2 separate regions of the Danio rerio genome follow, and region 2 is linked to region 1. The links are chromatin contacts, called in public Hi-C maps. All regions are on one chromosome and are shown on one strand. The core of a region is the stretch at or near the end of the contact, and the rest is flanking DNA. Distances in the headings are between cores, read along the strand shown. Region 1 holds the start of gse1b (Gse1 coiled-coil protein b). Region 2 overlaps gse1b (Gse1 coiled-coil protein b).

What was found. A called contact is a pair of places that touch in the nucleus more often than the background predicts.
Region 2: a Hi-C map of an unstated tissue shows a contact between it and region 1, with 3 times the contacts expected there. The contact joins the enhancer-like site here to the promoter of gse1b in region 1. A contact is called at or near these places in 3 of 18 Hi-C or Micro-C datasets (fibroblasts, hematopoietic stem cells and an unstated tissue).

Annotation. Positions count from the first base shown.
Region 1 is chr18:31,710,738-31,713,745 of GRCz12tu, reverse strand. It overlaps gse1b (Gse1 coiled-coil protein b), which reads right to left and starts at 1,571. Exons shown (of 17, transcript NM_001430859.1): 1 at 1-1,571. The coding sequence starts at 1,268.
Region 2 is chr18:31,745,686-31,748,693 of GRCz12tu, reverse strand. All of the region lies in intron 1 of gse1b (Gse1 coiled-coil protein b), which reads right to left. Among named protein-coding and RNA genes, the nearest start is that of gse1b, 35 kb to the right of the region's middle. Within about 2 kb of position 1,418, at least 39 of the 62 cell types and tissues checked have an H3K27ac peak or open chromatin away from gene starts, as enhancers often do.

The sequences.
Region 1 (3,008 bases), core at 322-2,821:
TGAACTTTTGGTAGCACATCTACACATTCGTTCATGGCAGGTGGAGAAAGAGGGGTTGCCGCACTCGTGTTTAGAGGTACTACATAGAGTCGCTGAAGGACAGGCACATCTGCCAGCTCAAACCCTTGCCACTGCTGCATGAGGGAAGAGTGGCAAGTGGTACACACCAAAGTGTATCCACCTAGGCTGAGGGGCACAGCACCTGCTGGAGGGGTGTGGAGCCACAGAAAAGGAAAGAAGGGTTCACTGGATGCTCTCTCCTGCTTCTGTACAAACACTTTGAAGCGGCCTCCTGCTGAAAGACTGCTTCCACAAATATAACAGGCACATCCATCAGCAGAAAGACTGGCATGGCTCTTGACGGTTTGGCTCCTCTGTACATCAAAGTGAGATGATGCTGCGCACTCTCTGTCGTCATCGCTGGTGATGTTGATCTCACAGCTGTCCGGTGCGTCAGAGTCACCAATAGATGCATTCATCCACTTACCACACGCAATGGTGTCGTTATCCTGAAGGGGGGTGCGCACAGATCGACAGTCGTACTGCTGCAGAGCCATGGACACAGATGAGCTCGATGTGTGATTGATAATTTTAGTCGTGCGACGATCTGATTGGGGTATGTCCTGACTTGGGTAAACTCTGGCTGGATATCGTACTGACTCGGGACTGCTTTTAACGCTCTTTCTGCTGCTTTCTCTTGATGCTTTATTAGACCCACGAAAACCTGTAGTACTGTTACTATTTATTATACACGCTGACAAGTCCAAGTCCTGCTCGGACAGGTCATTATCAGAGAACGAGGAAATGTCAGAGTCGTTGCCGTCATAATTCCCGGCGCTCATTCTCCGCTCCAGATCGTAGGTTATGTTTCGTAAATCGCACTGGTAGGGTCTTTTGAGCCAGTACATGCGCTTCTCGATGGGTGTCCTGTTGCGCTCGAATGAGTTCCACTGTTCGCGCAGAAAGCAGTGACACACGGCGCACACCAGAGCTTCCCCATCCGGACCGATCTCCGGCGCGCCTGGAGCCGGGTCCTGGCCTTGCAGGAAAGGGAAAAACGGCCCATCCTTTTCTCTCTGGTATTTTACCTGCAAGCTCAGCTCTTTCCCCGCAGTCACCCCGCTCCCACAGATGAAACAGTGGACGAAGAAGATCCCGTTGCGCTCGGGTCTGCACACGCTGCCGGGTAGAGAGCTCTCCTCCCCAGACAGACCTGAAGCCATGCGCTGTTGCGCATTGGAGGTCAGCGTGAGCTCCGAATCGTTCATAGTTCCATGTGTAACAGCTTCAGAATCACAAGCAGCGTGATTTCAAAGCCTGAAGCTATCTTTTTTGCGGTTTCTCACTTAAGTAACGCCATTGATCCCGCGGAAAAAACTCGCTCCTTCCGCGAACTCACTCGCTCCGCAATAACACAATTTTAATTGTGTATTTATCCAGAAAACACACCAAGAAGTCGTTAGGAGTCACATCCTCATGGCTAACTTTGTAATCCGTGTGCTGTTATAGAGCAGAAAGTCTCATTGAAGTTGCCTGGCGAAGTTTCCTTTCCTCACATTGTGGCTGTGAGCTGAACACAGCGCCATCTCTCTCTCTCTCTCTCTCTCTCTCTCTCTCTCTCTCTCTCTCTCTCTCTCTCTCTCTCTCTCTCACTCTCTCACACACACACACACACACATACACACACACACACACACACACACACACACAACATTAGTTTCACTGCATTCGTGAGAGGTCCTGTTCATTAGTCAGTGCTGAACTGGTTTAATTATATGAGGACATTTTACTTCAGAAAAAAAAGTCAGAGAGGGAGAGAGAGAAAAGTGTGCGAGAGAAAGTGTTTGTCACTAATGAGTACAACTCAGAAAATTCCATTGCACCTATATCAGGTTTCTCCTCTCTGTTTTTTTTTTTTTTTTTTCAAAATAATGTTGTTAAATTAATAATAACATTCAATAATAATTGTTGATGATGTCAAATTTAAACATGATTTGGACAAAATAACTAGTTCAAAGGCCAGTGTTCAACAAATTGCAAATGGCACTAATATGCAGTATAATGCATCCGTCTTTCGGATGAGACGTCATCGGATGAGACGTTAAACCGAGGTCCTGACTCTCTGTGGTCATTAAAAATCCCAAGGCACTTCTCGTGAAAGAGCAGGGGTGTAACCCCGGTGTCCTGGCCAAAGACCCTCTATCGGCCCTTACGATCATGGCCTCCCAATCATCCCCTCTCCACCGAATTGGCTCTATCACTGTCTCTCCACTCCACCAATAGCTGGTGTGTGGTGAGCGCACTGGCGCCGTTGTCCTGTGGCAGCCGTCGCATCATCCAAGTGGATGCTGCACACTGGTGGTGGTGTGGAGAGACCCCCCCTCATGATTGTGAAGCGCTTTGGGTGTATTGCCATACACAATAAATGCGCTATATAAATACACATTACATTACATTTTACATTACATTACATAAACACAATGTCCTGTAATCGACAGAGACTAAGTAACCTTGAGTTTTTTAAAGCTTTGATTAAATGTGTGATATGGATAAACAATGCTAATAAACAGTTGCTGAGATTCTTGGGCAGTTCTGTATGTCACAACCTTTCGAGCAGACATACAGCAGAACATTTTTTTTTTACAAAAATATGAAACATTTGTTATGTGTGCATATCTATGAAAACTCATTTAATACTTTTATTTAAAAAAATAATGATTCAAGATGAAGTTGCATACATTGTTCTGGTGTGAATTTTTCTCTTAGTTTAACACCGTTCAAATCTCATGGTTCTATGGGCCTCGTCGATCAACTCTGATATTTAGTTCTTATTTTCTTTTGGATTCAAGTCAGTTGATTGGCTGGGCCATTTGAGCAGCTTTATTTTCTTTTTTCTGAGACTATAGTCTTTCTTGCCTGTGTTTGGGATCTTTACTTAGTCATTCATCTTCATCTTGCTGAAATGTCCACCCTGGTTTCAACTACAAAATCTGTTTTTTAACTACTGA
Region 2 (3,008 bases), core at 169-2,668, 35 kb before region 1:
AATTGATTAGCCCTCCTGTGAAATTTTGATTATTAAAAAAATCAAATGCTAAAGTAAAGAAGAAAAAAAATCAACACGTTTAAACATAATAGTTTTAATAAATAATTTAGAATTATTATTTTGTCTTTGCTGTGATCTATTGGATAAGATTTTCTAGCTATTTTTGCAAGATATTAGCGTTAAGCTTAAATTACAATTTAAAAGATTAACTATTAACCAGGCAAGTTACAGGTAAGGTTAATTAGGCAAGTCATCGGTTCTTTCTGTAGGCAATTTCAATATATATATTTTTAATCTTAGGGAAGTGAATAATACTGACCTTAAAACTGTTTTTTTTTTAATGTCCAACTATTTCAGCAAAGCTAAAATAAATAAGACTTCATCTACAAGAAAAAAGTATATATTTTTATGAAACAGTTGAGAATTGATTGTTAAACATCACTTATATATATTTGAAAAAGAGCAACAGAATTCTAATAATTTTGCACATATTCTGCATGATCATATTCTATATCCCCAAACCTACCAAATACAAGAACTCCTAATCTGCTTCTTATTAATAGTAATGTAGTTATGTTATTTTAAATAAAAAGCAGATTAGGAGTTAGAGTCAAAAGTAATACATAATGGATTGTTCATCACAGGAATCGAACATTAAATTAAACAGTGACCAACAAAACTAACTTTTACAAACACTGGCAAGTAAATTTTCTACAGATTTACTTTTGTTAATATTTTCTGACAACATAGCATTGGTAACATAAAAAAAAGAGAAAAAAAACTTTTGATTTTGATGGTAAAATGTGTAAATACATAGTTAGATCAGAATAAATCAGATCTCTCTTTCCGAGTATAATGGCTTTGAATGAACTGCAGATTCTACTGGTTGGGTAAGAAAAAAGAAATAACCATATGGTTCCATTCAGCAGTTTACCATTTGGGCAGACAGACACCTTCAGCATCTTCACAAGCAGTCCAACCGAACACACACTTAAAGCAGATGAGGTGTGTTTCACTGTGGTTGACTGTTTGAAGGAAATAGGTTTGCTGCAAAGAGTGGAAATGCACCGATAAAAAAAACGAAAAAGGAAATCGATGGAAAATGTGTGGGAATGTGAGTGTGTGTGCGTTTTGAGAGAGATACATGTGTTGCAGTATTTGTGAAAAAATGTGTGTGCAGGTCTGTGTGTGTGAGGTTGGAAGGGGTAAGTGGTGTGGTTAGACACCCGGAGTCACTGAACATTCTTCTGGCATGTGTTCAGCTTCCAGCCCCCTCTTCCTCCTCTTGTGTGTGCGAGACTCTGTCCTGGCAGCCGGCCCGGCTATGAAGTGAACTTAAACAAACTTCTGTTGCAGCCATCTGCTGGAGCTGGGGAATAAATCAAACAGCTTCACGGCCGCCAGCGATCAAGTTACCATGAGCAACAGCGCCCGCGCGCCTGCCTGGAGCCACAGCGAGCCTCCGCCGGCCAACATGTGGCCACTCTAATCCCTCCCAGAGAGAAGACAGAGAGAGAGAGACAGAGAGAGAAGAAAAAGAAGAAGAGACAAACACACACACACACACACAAACACACAGAGTGTGCTGGAATGCTATGTTTTGATACTCCTTGAAAGTATTTTGTATCTTACATTGTTTCTGTATTTGCTCACACGATCATTATTAGAATTGACTAATAACATTCTGGTTCCAAATCTCACAAAATATAAATAAATAAATAAACTCTGACTAATAAAAGACCTAAAAGTACCACAATTTTACCAAACACCAGAGGTCCTTCATAAAAAAAAAAAAATGTAGTCAGCATGTAAAAATGAGAATTTGCAAATGAGTGCTCCAGTTTCCCCTACAGTCCAAAGACATGCACTATAATTGGGTAAGCTTAACTGTCCATAGTGTATGTGTGTGAATGAGAGTGTATGAGTGTTTCCCAGTGATGGGTTGCAGCTGGAAGTGCATCCGCTGGGTAAAACATGTGCTGGATAAGTTGGTGGTTCATTCTGCTGTGGCGACCCTAAATTAATAAAGGGACTAAGCCAAAAAGAAAATGAATGAATGAATGAATATTTGAAAATTATATGTCATATTTCACTCCTATTGACAACTGTATTCTCTGTATTGATCTTCACTTTTGAAATGAATTTCTGAAATAAATTACAGATTATGTATAGGTATCAATTATGATATTTGTGGCTTTAATTACTATTAATAACCATTCTTGTTCAAAATTTTAAAAAAATTAAATAAAATAAAATAAATAAATAATACTGACAAATAAAAAAACAAAAAATTAACACAGTACGGCTGAATACCAGAGACTCTTCCTAAAAAATAAGTTAAGCATTTTCACTTGGCACCAAATAGTTAATTTTGCATTCTCTATACTATTAATCTTCACTTTCGACATAAAATTCTGAAATAAATTTTTAAATTACAGAATATTTATAGGCATCAGTTGTGATTTTTGTGGCTTTAATGACTAATAACTATTCTGGTTCCAAACTTCAAAAATAAATAAATAAATAAACACCAAAGTACTACCAACCACCAGAGGCCCTTCTTAAAAAAATTGTAGTCAGTATGTAAAAACACAAGAGTAAACCAAATAATTCATCTTAATTATATTGACCATTGTATCTCATATTTAACTCCTATTGACAACTGCATTCTCTGTATTAATCTTCACTTGTGAAATAAATTTCTGAAAAAAATATCTAAATTACAGTATAAAAGCAGTTACATGTTTTTAAAGGCACAGTAAATCATTTTTGCCACTAGAGGGCACGTATCCACAACAAACAAAATCATAGTTTGATGACACAGGGGGTATTCCAGAAAGCAAGTTGTGTGACAAACCCAGGTAAGTTTAAGAGTAAGTGGATAACCGGTTTTTAAAAACAGAGGTAACTGAAAAAGCCAGGCTAACAACAAGTCACAATGTCAATACAATGTAGATAGCCAGGATAAATCCACATTCTAGGCATTTGATAATAGACTATAGAATCGA